4 separate regions of the Mus musculus genome follow, and regions 1, 3 and 4 are each linked to region 2. Evidence: chromatin contacts called from public Micro-C and promoter capture Hi-C data. All regions are on one chromosome and are shown on one strand. Each heading gives the region's core, a stretch centred on a gene start, on an enhancer-like site or on the middle of the called end of the contact. The rest is flanking DNA. Distances are from core to core; before and after follow the strand shown.

Evidence for each region. Promoter capture Hi-C pulls out the DNA fragments that hold promoters and counts their contacts. A called contact is a pair of places that touch in the nucleus more often than the background predicts.
Region 1: a contact with region 2 is called in a promoter capture Hi-C map of liver, with 2.7 times the contacts expected there. The contact joins the promoter of Dnaaf1 here to the promoter of A330074K22Rik in region 2. A contact is called at or near these places in 2 of 39 promoter capture datasets (liver and stem cell-derived epiblast-like cells), 1 of 484 Hi-C or Micro-C datasets (embryonic stem cells) and 2 of 115 datasets of contacts at active chromatin or transcription factors (bone marrow-derived macrophages and pancreatic cancer cells).
Region 3: a contact with region 2 is called in a promoter capture Hi-C map of embryonic stem cells, with 4 times the contacts expected there. The contact joins the promoter of Atp2c2 here to the promoter of A330074K22Rik in region 2. A contact is called at or near these places in 2 of 39 promoter capture datasets (embryonic stem cells and stem cell-derived epiblast-like cells) and 1 of 115 datasets of contacts at active chromatin or transcription factors (pancreatic cancer cells).
Region 4: a Micro-C map of embryonic stem cells shows a contact between it and region 2, with 3 times the contacts expected there. The contact joins the promoter of Foxc2 here to the promoter of A330074K22Rik in region 2. A contact is called at or near these places in 1 of 39 promoter capture datasets (embryonic stem cells) and 1 of 484 Hi-C or Micro-C datasets (embryonic stem cells).

Annotation. Positions count from the first base shown.
Region 1 is chr8:119,573,887-119,576,679 of GRCm38.p6, reverse strand. It overlaps Dnaaf1 (dynein, axonemal assembly factor 1), which reads right to left and starts at 1,445. Exons shown (of 12, transcript NM_026648.4): 1 at 1,213-1,445. The coding sequence starts at 1,318. Hsdl1 (hydroxysteroid dehydrogenase like 1) reads left to right here and starts at 1,505. Exons shown (of 5, transcript NM_175185.5): 1 at 1,505-1,588.
Region 2 is chr8:120,226,628-120,229,861 of GRCm38.p6, reverse strand. A330074K22Rik (RIKEN cDNA A330074K22 gene) reads left to right here and starts at 1,632. Exons shown (of 3, transcript NR_110496.1): 1 at 1,632-1,937. It also overlaps a transcript of Gse1 not described here.
Region 3 is chr8:119,698,531-119,701,523 of GRCm38.p6, reverse strand. Atp2c2 (ATPase, Ca++ transporting, type 2C, member 2) reads right to left here and starts at 1,515. Exons shown (of 27, transcript NM_026922.1): 1 at 1,267-1,515. The coding sequence starts at 1,359.
Region 4 is chr8:121,114,616-121,117,687 of GRCm38.p6, reverse strand. It overlaps Foxc2 (forkhead box C2), which reads right to left and starts at 1,517. Exons shown (of 1, transcript NM_013519.2): 1 at 1-1,517. The coding sequence starts at 1,073.

The DNA.
Region 1 (2,793 bases), core at 196-2,695, 650 kb after region 2:
AGTCGATCTGATGCCCTATTCTGGCCTCCTTGGGCACCCACACACGTCAGAAACCAGACCCTCAGAAAACAGCAAGATAAGTAGAGTTGTACTTAAATCTAATTCTAGTTTAGATGTTTCTGTTAAAATCTGCTCAACAGAACAGAAGTTCATCAAGCCCCCCCCCTCTCTCTTTCTAAAAAGATTTATTTTATTTATATGAGTACATTGTATCTGTCTTCAGACCCACCAGAAGAGGCCATGGATCCTATTATAGTTGTGAACCACCACGTGGTTGCAGGGAATTGAACTCAGGACGTTTGGAAGAGCAGTCAGTGTTCTTAACCGCTGAGCCAACTTTCCAGCCCGCAAGCCCATTTCTCTTACCAGGGACAGCAGAAGGGCAGCTCTGGGACAGGGCAAGAGCTCTGTCTCTCCCCACTTTGGTTCAGAGATAACTGTGATGCAGTTTGCTGTGTAAATCTCCCCCCTACCCCTTTTGCCAGGTGTGAGCACCTACAGTTCCCACTCCTGTAAACGTGTTTAATTGCTCAAAGTGTAACTTAGGGGCGGCAACATAAAAACAACTCACTGATAAAAGCACACACAAGAACAGGGTGTGATCAGTTTGATCGCTCAAACCTGTGTAAAAGAAGCAAGCTTTGTTCTGGGCTGGTCTCTCCTTGGATGTTAGAACCCTGTGCACACTATTAAATATGAAAGACATTTTCCAGGGCCTGGAGAGATGGCTCAGCGGGTAAGAGTACTGACTGCTCTACAGAAGGTTCCGAGAGTTCAAGTCCCAGCAATCACATGGTTGATCTTAACCTCTGCATGTATGTACTTCTGAGATTCAAACTCAGGTCTGGAGGATTGTGTTGCAAGCACTTTTACCCTGCAAGGCGCCTCTAGAAGCCTTAGATAAATGTAACGTCAAGAGCTGATGAACTCTCTGTACTTGTGGTTTGTTGAATGACGCTGAACACTGTTTGGGAACTGTGTCTTACACTCATTGCAAACAATTCCCAGCCACAGGAAGGTATCTAATAAATTATCATGGAATAAATAATGGGTCTTCTATATGTACTGGATTGATCATATCAATAAAGGTGCTGTTCTTGTAGCTGTATGGATGGGTATGTGTGAGGGGTGCTGGTTGTCCCCAGCTGAGTGAAATGGGCATGTGTGAGGGACACGAGCCCTCGCCCCTTTGGCTTCCCAGCGCTAAGGCACCTTCTTTACGGATCCCTGGCCCCGCGTCGCCGTGATCGCCTGCCGACTCCTCCAGACTGGGCTCCGCCACGCTGTCCACCGGCGGCTCAGAGACTTCGGGGTGCATGCTCACTCCTGGCCCGACCACTCAGCCCTAATACTCTACGGTCCGCGTCGTTGGCTGTCCAACGCTTTCCCGGTCGCCGCGGCAACCAGTGCGCACGCGCAGTCAGTTACGCCGCCGAGGGCGGGCCTAGCCGAGGGGGGGCCACGGGGGAAACTGCACCCGGGCGCGTGCGCGGATCACGTGGGTAGCGGACCTGCGGTGGTGTCCCGGGGCGGCGGCCGCGCGGGCAGCGGGCGGGACGGGCTTCGGAGACCGCGCCTCTCGCTGCAGGTATTGCGCCCGCGCCCCTCACGCCCCTCGCGCCCCGCTTCCGTCCCTGGCCACGCCCCCTGGACCCCGACCCTCGGGAACGCCCTCCCCCCCGCCGCGCCCCGTAGCGGGGAACTCTGGTTCCGCGCTCTAGGCAGCCGCTCAGCTCCCTGAGCAGGTGTCCCGGGCCTGGTCCTCGGCAGGAGGCTCGCACAGGCGACACGCCCCGGGACGGCCCTTTTGTCGGTGTCTCTTTATCCTCCTTTATTCCTGGTCGCTAGGTCTAAGTAGGTTCTAAGTCTCAGGACTGATGCAGAATGGCCGCGCTGCTGAAGAAAGCGCGCAGCTTCTGCAGAGCCCGGTGGGTTTTGCAGAGTCGCTGGGCCGTGCCCGGCGCCACTGGGGAGGGATGGGACACTAGCAGGGAGTCCCTGTTCTGCTACCAGGACTCAGCCGCACCCCTGGGCGGTGACCGCAGCGGGTTCGGGTTCCCACGGGGAGTCTCAACGACCACCTGCCAGGGCTCTGGGCCGAGCCTTCGCTGAGATCCTGGGATGTCGTTGCGTCCGTTTCCTTCCTCTTGTGTAGTACACCCGGGTGCGATTGAGGAAGGGGATAAAGTGAAGCCGCGGGGACAGCGCTCTTAGCTTCTTCATAAACTCGGGTCAGTACGAATAGGGGTCGCTAGCATCGAACCCTGAGCGATGATCCTGCCTAGTGGCTCCGGTTTATTGAGGGGTGGCGGGAAGGCACTGTTGCAAATGCTTTTTATGCGTCACCTCATCGAATTCTCGTTGTAGGGGAGAAGCGTTAGCCGCTTTTTACAGGTGGTGGTGTTGTAACTTCATTCCCAAGGGTGGGATGGCTTTTTCAGAGTGACCCTAGTCATTGCTAAAATATTACAGACGCGCCATGTCCAACGTTACTTTATCAGTGGAGGGTGTGTGTGTGTGTTGGGGCGGGGGGAGTGTTGTTTATTTATGTGTGGGTGTGGAGGCTACGGGTCAGTGTCTGTCACTTGCAACCTTATTTTTCGAGAAAACGTCTCTCACAGAACTCAAGAGTTTTCTTTATGTTTGACTGACTGACTGGCCCCCAGGGTCCTCTCGTCTGCTCCTTTCTTCCCAATACTGAAATTACAAATTGGTTCTGCTTACATACCCACTCTTAGATACTGCTGGGGACCTCAGCTCAGGTCCTTAAGCTTGCACAGCAAAAACAATCTG
Region 2 (3,234 bases), core at 383-2,882:
GCCCCGCGGTGGGGGCGGGAACCTCTTCCCTAGGGAGTCTCCGGGCCTTGGAGGCCATGCCGGGGGCGTGGCTGTTCAGGGGCACCACGTAGAGCCGCTGCAAGACCGGCACGTTGGCTAGCTCAAAGCTCTGCCACTGGTGTGTGAGGGACGAGAAGCAGCAGGGACACACGAGGGTGCTGCCCGCCTCAGTGATGGGCTGGGCGCCGGGCGGGGGGCTATGTAGCCACAGGAAGGGGAAGAAGGGCGCCTGGGCGGGAGTCTCCTGCTTCTGCACGTGGATCTGCTGCTGCGAGGCCGGTGACAGCGCCGAGCCACAGACGTAGCAACAGCGGGCCTGGCTGTCCGCGGGTATCCGGGGAGGCCGCTCCAGCCCTTCGTCCCCGAGGCTCCCGGCGACGTCGTTGCCCTCGGGGGTGCTACTGCGCTCTGGGGGCGCCGCGGGCCGGCTGGAGGCGGCGCCGTCCGTGCCGTCGGGCGCAGCGGGGCCGGGCCAGGGTTCCTGGATGCCCCTCAGCACGCTGGCTCGCGGCTCCGGAGCCCAGTGCGCCCCTGGCCCCGTGCGCCGGCGCCGGGCTCCGGACTTGCTGGAGTCGTGCGCATCCTCGGGCTCAGGCTCCGGCTCCGGCTCGGGCTCGGGCTCGGGCTCGGGCTCCGGTTCGGGCAGCGCGTCGGCGTCCGACAGCTCCGACAGCTCCGAGTCGCGCGCGTCCTCGGTGTTCCACTCGCGGGCCCCGCGCCGGCCAGCCGCGCTCGCGTCGCACTGATGCGGCCTCTTGAGCCAGTACACGCGCTTGTCCACGGGCGTGCGCGCGCGCTCGAAGGCGGCCCACTGCTCGGCCAGGAAGCAGCGGCACACGGCGCACACCAGCACGCAGCCATCGGTCGCGCTCAGCCCGCGCGCGCCGGGCGCCGGCTCCTGCTGCTGCAGGAACGGGAAGAAGGGCTGCGCGGGGCCCGCCGGCCTCACCGGCAGCTTCAGCTCCTTGCCGCGCGCGATGCCGCCGCCGCAGATGAAGCACGACAGGGCCGCGCCCGCCGCTGCCATGAGCCGCTGCTTACGGGAGAGCGGCGCCGCCCGGCCGCTCATGGCCCGGCCGCCGCGTCCGCCTCCGCGCGCCCCGCGGCTGCCGCTGCTCGGGCCGCGCGCACCGAGGCCCCGCGCCCAACTCGCAAAGTTTGGCGCGCGGCGGCGCGCACGCGGCCCGGGGCGCACCGAGGGTCTCCGCGGCGGTGCCCGGGGCTGCCGAGTCCCGGCGGGTGGCGGCGCGGGCCCAGGCGGCGCCGGAGAGCGCGCCCGGAACGCGGCGGTGGCGACGGTGGCGACGGGCCCCGGGCGGCTGCGGCGGCCGCATGTGCGAGCTCCGGCGCCGGCCCGAGCGTCGGGTCATTTAATTGGGGAGGAGGGAGGCGGGGCGGCGCGGGGCGGAGGGCGCGGGAGGGAGGCGGAGGCGGAGAAGCCTTCCCTCGCGCCGCCCTGCTGCCCGCCTCTTCCCAGGCTCCTCCTCCCCTGACTCGGACTCCTCCTTCTCCTAATCCTCCTCTCCCTCCTCTCCTCCCCTACCTCCTCCTCCTCCTTCTAATCCTCCTCCTCTTCTTACCTCTCTCCGCCCCTCCTCCTCTGACTCATCCTCTCCTCTCGATTCCTCCTCCCCTGACCTCTTCTCTTCCCCAACCCCCTCCTCCACCCCCTCCTCCTCTCTCCCCACCCTCTCCTACCCCCTCACCCCCCTGTGTCCCAAACTATGGCACAATAGGCCCCAGCTCCTCTGTCTATTCTGTGTCCAGCAGGAGCCCGCGGTGATTCATTGCTCCAATTAGGGGCTCTGCAGCCCGTGGCTCGGGCTGTCTGAAGGGTCTCCTTTGGGACCCACGAAACCCATCAGCCGCTGCCGCTGATCTTTAAGAAAAGGTCAAGCCGGACGCGCTAGTGCCAGGTGAGGACGATGGGTGTCTAGGGAGGCTTGGGAAGGGTAACCCCCCTCCAAGATCTGGGGAGGTCCTGGCCCTTCAGCAGCCCAGGGTTGGGGGTCACCTTTCTAAGCCCAGTGCCCTAGTTTTGAAGACAGAGGAAAGAGGAGTTGTCTCCTGCATCACCCTGGAGACAAAGTCCTCCCAGCCTATCTCCCCTCTCCCCCTCCCTCTGACTGGACAGGGCCCACCAGATCACCCTAGGGGTAGAGGTAAGAAGGGTACTGTGTGTCCTGGGACTAAGGACTCAACCTCTCTGTGCCCTTTTCCTTCTTGTTAAAGTGTTCCTGCTGAGACCACAGATATCCAGGACTTAGTGTATTGTATGCAGATACATTGTAGTTATTTAATGCAGAGACAAACCCTTTGCAGGCCAAGTTCAGAGCTGTTACATGCCTCTTAGTTACTTCCCCACAAGAAGCAAGTGTGGGATGCCCCTCATTTTATGACTCAAGAGGCCAGGCAGGATTCAGACCCAGGCAGCAGGGTTCTGCTAGGAGTATGTGGCCTCCCCAGGCAGACATCTGGCCCCTGTCACCCAGAAGCTGCTGGAGACTGTCCTTGGCGCCTCCTAGGCACACAGGCACACACATGTATGACACACACACACACAGATGGTGCCCTTTGGCTCAGGCTGGGTCACTAAGCAATCGTCTCCCATCTGTAAAAGGAGCCCTCAAAGCTTCAAAACTGTGAGCAGTTACTTTCCAGAAGCTTCCAGCTGTCTACCCTGCCAGCTGGAGATGGTGCCTGAACCCCAAAGGCAGGAGCCCCACCACCACCACTGCCACCACTTGGTGAGCTGACATGTAAATAAGGCTGCTCCCCCCCCCCTCCAAATGAGCAGGAGGAAGGGCCTCTTGGGAATCCCTAACATTCCAGAGCTCCAGAATCAACTGGGGTGGGGTGTCAACATGGCAGAGGATGGGACTCTGTCCCTTCCCTGGCCCAAAAAAGTGCTGGCTCAGCAAATTGTCTCGCAGACCAGGGCGGGGAGGCATCCCCTGGCTGCTGGCGTGGTTCATACCTTGTTAGAGGAGAGGCTGATGAAAGGACCCTGTCTGTTCTTACTCAGGAAGGGCCTGGGTGTCTCACTCCATAGGAAGGAGCCTGGGAAAGCTGTTCCTACCTAAGCTCACCCAGGTCTCCCTCAGCCTGGCCCAGCTGCCCATCTTCAGAGCCCTTAAGTCTCTCTCAGCCTTAGGATCTCAGCTGGGGCTGCCGTTTTCCCTCCATGTCTGTTCATCGTCCATTTTCTTTCTT
Region 3 (2,993 bases), core at 266-2,765, 530 kb after region 2:
AAGGACACACTTGGCATTAGCAAAGGATTATGGTACACCACTAACACATGAGGTGGCAGAGAAACACGGATAGTTTTGGGTCCTGCGGTTCACAGCCCTAAGACCAGAATTCTTACATCAACACCAACGCGGACACATACAATAACCTTTGTAAACAAATGTATAGTTATCTAAAAACCACACCATCAAGTGTTTTGACCATGGCATTCCTTGGGAGAAAATAAAATTGAAATATTACAAAACATCTTCTGTTGTTACAAATTTAACCTAGACCCTCTTCCCCCTCGGCAAGACAAGACTCCCTGGCTAGGTGGCCTGAGAACTCCATGCCCTTAAAGAGCACAGGTCTCAGCTCCCCATGGACAAGCATGGAGTTCTGGGTGTGCTGTGAGTTTCCACTCTCAGCCTTTACAAAGCTGGCAGGGGTGGGGAGCTGTGCTGGCTGGACCCCAACGGCACCATCAGAGTCACAGAAACAACGTTATGGCTGTTGGTCCTGTAGAGAAACTTCTTGCACTGAAGCTCTGTAAGGTTAGCCCAGAAGCTACCTTAAGGTTCAAAGACATTATACCATTCAGAGTGGGGTTCTGGTTTGCTTTTTAAGAAAGGGTTTCTCTGTGTAGCTCTGGCTGGACTGAAACTCACTATACAGATTAGACTGGTCTCTATCTCAAAGATCTATCTGTCCCTGCCTCCCAAGTGCTGGGATAAGAGGCATGTGCTACCATGCGTTGGCTCAGAGCAGCTTTTTAAAAACCACATTGATGTGGAGGAAAGCCCTCTACAGGAGCCCTACTAAACAGCTTCAAATTTCAATTTTCACTCTTAAACTTGAGCGGGATTTTGTGTGGCTTTTTTGTTTGTTTGTTTTTGTTTTGGGTCCACATCCCTTTCAATCCCGGCAGCCTTTCTGTAAAAGTTCACGCAGCTGTCTCTCTGGGTAGAGGAGTTTAAACTCCCCTGAATCGGAGAAAACGAAGTTAACTTCTGGCTAGGTGGCCTGCTAACTCCATGCCCTTAAAGAGCACCGGCCTTAGTTTCTCGGTCCCAAAATGGGCTGGCCTAACCAAGTTAATTGCTGAGTTCTGCGCCTTGAGCCTGGTGGAGCTGCTTACTTCGAAGCTAGGTTCTTTTCAGAGTCAACTGAGGTGCTGAGAAGAATCTCAGAGTCCAGTGATCCACGGGTTCCCAGGGGTCAGATACAGAGTCCCAGGGGACAAATGTGGGATCTAATTCCACGCTTCATACCAAATCGCCCAGACTCACCAGGGTCTCCACCTCGTCCCTCTCCAGCGCCTTGTACCGGTGGTTCTGGCCCAAGAAGGCCAGTTTCTGCAGAAACTTGAGGCGTCTCCCCATGGTGAACTGGTGTCCAGGCTGCTCCACAGCCGGCCGTGGGGCTGGTCGCAGTCCCTGCCCGCGTCCCTGGGGCCCTAGCGAGGCCGCGGCTGCTGCGCGCCCAGGCTTCCCGGGCGGCCAGGTTGCCGGGGAGCTGTCTACCTGGTCCCCAGGTGAGCTCCGCCCCTGGGCAGGGCCCAGCAGCTCCGCCCTCTGCACGCCTGGCCCGCCCCGCTGGCGCCAGGACCCCAAACTCCAAGGGTCAGCCGCAGCGGCTCAGGAAGGATCAGGAAGCCTCTGTGTGGTCTCAGAGCTCTGATTCTTGTCCAAACCTGCCAGAGCATAAGAATCGCCTGAAAGGGAGAAAGTCCTGAGTTAAAAGCCTTACCTGGGATAGAGCAGCTCGGGGCCAGTCAAATCATCTGGCCTCTCTGAGCCACCTGGTCGCATCTGTAACTGAAATAAGAGCAGAAAGCTGAGACAGCCTTACCTACACCTATGTAGATGCGCCTTTGGGAGTACGGAAACTGGGGGTGCCACAGCCACTTGTGGAAGATATGTTTACCTGTAGAGCACACTCCTCTCTTTCTAATGATCAGAACAGCACCCCCTGTCCCAGGAAAACTGGGGATCCAGGAAAACAGTGTGATCCGGAAGGGCTCAGCACAGAGCGTGTTTGCATCGGCAGCACACTGGTACCCTGTAACGCGGAGAGGGGTGTCCTACACTTCGGGCTGCCCAGTGCGTGCTCTGGAAAGCTACAAGGAAAACCCTCTACGGGAGCCCTACTAAGCCGCTTCAATTTTCAATTTCACTCTTAAACTTGAGCGGGATTTTTTATGGCTTTTTAGGTGGACCAGGGTCCCTAGCTCCACGGAGCAGAGGTGGCCCTGGAGAAGGCTGGGTCATGCCCCATCCTGGGTTTACTTTTGACCTCTGGCAGTTGATCAACTGACTGCATATTTGTTTGTTCGACTAACCTGTCCCCTTTGCGCAAATAGTTACCACGTGCCTCACTGGCTCCCCCAGGCGGTGGCCACTGCCGTCCTAGTCAACCTGACTGGACGCTTTAGTGGGCTTCATGTCCCCCCTGCATCTTTCTCTCTTAACAAAGCCAAAGCACTTCCATCATCCTGCCGCCCATCCCCCACCACGATGCCTGCTCCCGCTGTGAGGCCCCTCCCCCAGCAGGAGACTTCACCCCGCCCCCCACCCAATCCTAAAAAAAAGGAGGGAAACTGGACTTCCTCAGCTTTGCAGTCCAGGCCACGTCCTTCCAGACATGTGTGACCTTGGGTGACTTTACCCTCCTCTCTCCACCTCAGTTTACTCCTCCGTGAGGTGAGTTGGCATCCCAGAGGAAAACAGCACCAGAGAGCTGGTTTGAGAGACTGCCTCCAAAGATGTGGACATGGCAGGAAGACAGGACCTGAGAGAGCAATAGGATGAACTGCCTACTGTGCGTGGAGGGCCTGCAGGGTAGACACTGAGAGAGTAGAGACCCACTGTGTGCAAGTGGGGGGAGCTTCAGGAGCAGAAATAGCTCTGAGTATAAGCCAGGTGTCCCCTTGTGGGCTGAGTATAAGCCCACTGGTGTCCCCTCATGGGCTGAGTCTCTGAGAGAAGGGTAAAAACATATTCTGTGGGCGCAGAAG
Region 4 (3,072 bases), core at 268-2,767, 890 kb before region 2:
GACAGAGCCTCGTCCAGCGCGGGCGGAACGCACACGTGCGCGGGCCGCTCGGCCCCGGTGTACAGACTCATAGCCCGCATACTGCACTGGTAGCCCGCGGAGCCCGCAGCCTCCAGGCCCTGCGCGCACGGCTGCGTGTAAGCGGCGGGTGGCGCTGCGGCGTATGGCAGTGCCAGCGGTGGCACCACCAGGCCGGCGCGCGCGGCCGCTGGGCTCAGATCGCCGCCCGGAGGCGACGTGCGCAGCGTCATGATGGTCTCCACGCTGAAGCCGGGCAGCCCGTTAGGCGCCGCGGCGTGGTGCTCCGGCAGCGAGCCGTCTGGGGAACCTGCGGGCGTGGAGGATGCGCTGCGCGGACTGGCCTGCAGCGCTCCCTCGGGGCTCAGCGTCTCCACCTTGGTGATGACCGGCAGCGCGGGGGACGCCGCCTCGCTCTTAACCACGACTTTCTTCTCGGCCTCCTTGGGCCCGTCAGCTACCGGGGTCCCTGTCGGAGCGCCCTTGGCCGTGGTCGAGGGCGGCTCCTTGAGGTGGGCCCGCTCCTCCTTGTCCTTGGGCACATCCTTCTTCTTGAAGCGCCGCCGCCGCCGCAGGAAGCTGCCATTCTCGAACATGTTGTAGGAGTCCGGGTCGAGCGTCCAGTAGCTGCCCTTGCCCGGCTTCTTGTCGTCGCGCGGCACTTTCACGAAGCACTCATTGAGTGACAGGTTGTGGCGGATGCTGTTCTGCCAGCCCTGCTTGTTCTCGCGGTAGAAGGGGAAACGGTCCATGATGAACTGGTAGATGCCGTTCAGAGTGATCTTCTTCTCTGGCGCGTTCTGGATCGCCATGGTGATGAGCGCTATATAGCTGTAGGGCGGCTTCACCAGGTCCTTGGGCGCCGCGGGCTGGTGGTGGTAGGGCGCGTAGGAGCGGCCCATGCCGGCGCCGTACTGCTCCGGGTGGCCGGAGTAGACGCCCATGGGGCTGGCCATGCCGCCGTAGCTGCCGGCCGCCCGGTAGTAGTTTTGCTCACTCAAATAGGGTACCACTCCCAGGGCGTTGGGGTCCGATACCGAGTAACGCGCCTGCATGCTGCGTCCCAGACGCCCGGTCGCCGCCTGCGCGCACCGACTGCGGCCCGCGGCGAGCGAGGCCCGGAGCAGGAGAGCAGGAAGGGACGGAGCGATGCAGGCAGCCCCGACTCGGGGCAGCCTCGCGGTCCACGCGCGGAAGACGCCGGCGCTCGGGTTCAGCCGACCGGGCGGATCGGCATCCTGAAGGGTGCACGGCAGGCGGCCCCGCTGGCCGCGCACTCTCGGCTTGGCGGGTGGCAGCCCTGAGCTGGCGGCACAGACGCCACGCGCGACCGTGGAGCGACACCAGCCCTTCCGAGTGCTAGAAAAGGAGACAGCGGCTCTCGGGGCCCCGCCAGGAGAACTGCAGCCCGCAGCGTCAGCGAGCTAGGGTCCGGAGAGGCTGCGCGGCCGAGCCCGGAAAAAGAAGCAAAGTCCCTTTTAGGGATTGGGAAAAGTTTCAAAAGTCTTCTGGCTCAAAGCGAGTTTTTACTTTCTTCAGGCCGCGCCCCCTCCAGGAAGTTTGCACCAATCATCTGGCAGCTGCGAGAAGGATGGCACCAATCAAAACGAGGAGCGCCTGAATCCGTCGGCTCTAAGACCCAGATGCTCTTAGCCAGATCTCCCCCCCCCCCAGCTCAAGTTAACTTGAGGACTTTTAAAAATGAGTTACATCTTATAAAATTTTATTTTATTATCACATTTTGTTTAACGAGACCACGTGTCCAGAGCAAAAATTAAAAACCCTGTTCCTTTGGAAAATAAAAAGAAGTTTAGTTTGAAATATAACATCGAATTGATGAAGTTGGGCAGAGATTTGCCCCCAAGACCTTGTAAGTAGGAAAGAGCCTGGAGATTTTTTTTTTATTATTATTAATGGATGAAGAGGCGAATAATTAGATTTCTTAATTATCGGGGCCTAGTTGTAATGGGTTCAGAGCAAACGGACTGAGCGTGTAGGGCCTGTTGAATGCAGTGATGGATAATTCACAGGACGCTTCCAGGTTGAGGAAGAGCCCACAAAGGAGGCCGGGTTGGAGAATTCGGTTCCTCTCCCCTTCACGACGGGGTCGGGCTGGGAGGGAAGGCTTAGTGGGAATGCCAAACTGGGAAGGTAACACCTAAGGAACCATTGGTCCTTCGTCTTCGCTGCTACTTAGGTGATCCATCTGAGTCCTCCAAACAATTTCGTGGGGTTCAGGGAAGCGCGTGAACCCAACTGTTGCTTTCCTGGTCTCCTCTCCCGCATAGACGAGGGCTAGCTTTCCCTGCCATCCATCCCGGCCTCTCCCTTCTCCCCACCTATGAAAGCGCTGTCTGGAGGTTAGGACAAGGCAGCCAGCCCCCGGGAGCTGGTGTCCCCGTTCGGCGTGGGGAGCTCCAAGCCTGCACTCCATCGCCGGCTTCGTCACTGGAAACGCAAAGGAGCGCGGCACTGTGTAGCCTCGGACCCGCTTCCCTAGCTGTTGCCGGGGCCCGGCGTGGGTCCCACTCCGCGGTCAGCATCTTTGGGATCCTGTAAATTGACTGTATTTCAGGCTGTTTGTTTTACTGAGTTTTGATAAGGTGAGCTGAGGACCAGGGGCTCCTTAGAGGGCCTGGTAACTGAAGGACTTTTTTTTTTTTTAATTTTATGCCAACCTTGACGCACAGCGACTCGGAGTTCCCCGACCTTCAAGCGTGCTCCTTCCCTCTAGGAATCCCGGGGACAGTTTGTTTATTTGTGGACTGGTATTTATTCCTTCAACATCTCCAGTCGTCATCGGATCCCTGCTCGGTCCGCTTCCTCAGAAGCACCGAGATGTCCCTACGGAATGGCTCTATGCCTCGCAGAACCTTCTGGAAGTTGTTGGTCCGGTTGGGTAGGGAAGAAGGCGACAGATAAAACATTTGTCTCAGTCTTTCTTCTTCTCCGACCCCCCCCCCACGCCACCACCATAGCCCCCCACCCCCTTTAGATTTTCGGCAAAAGGCTTTGAGAGATTAGAACTCACTGTTTCAGCTTTGGCGGGTGAGG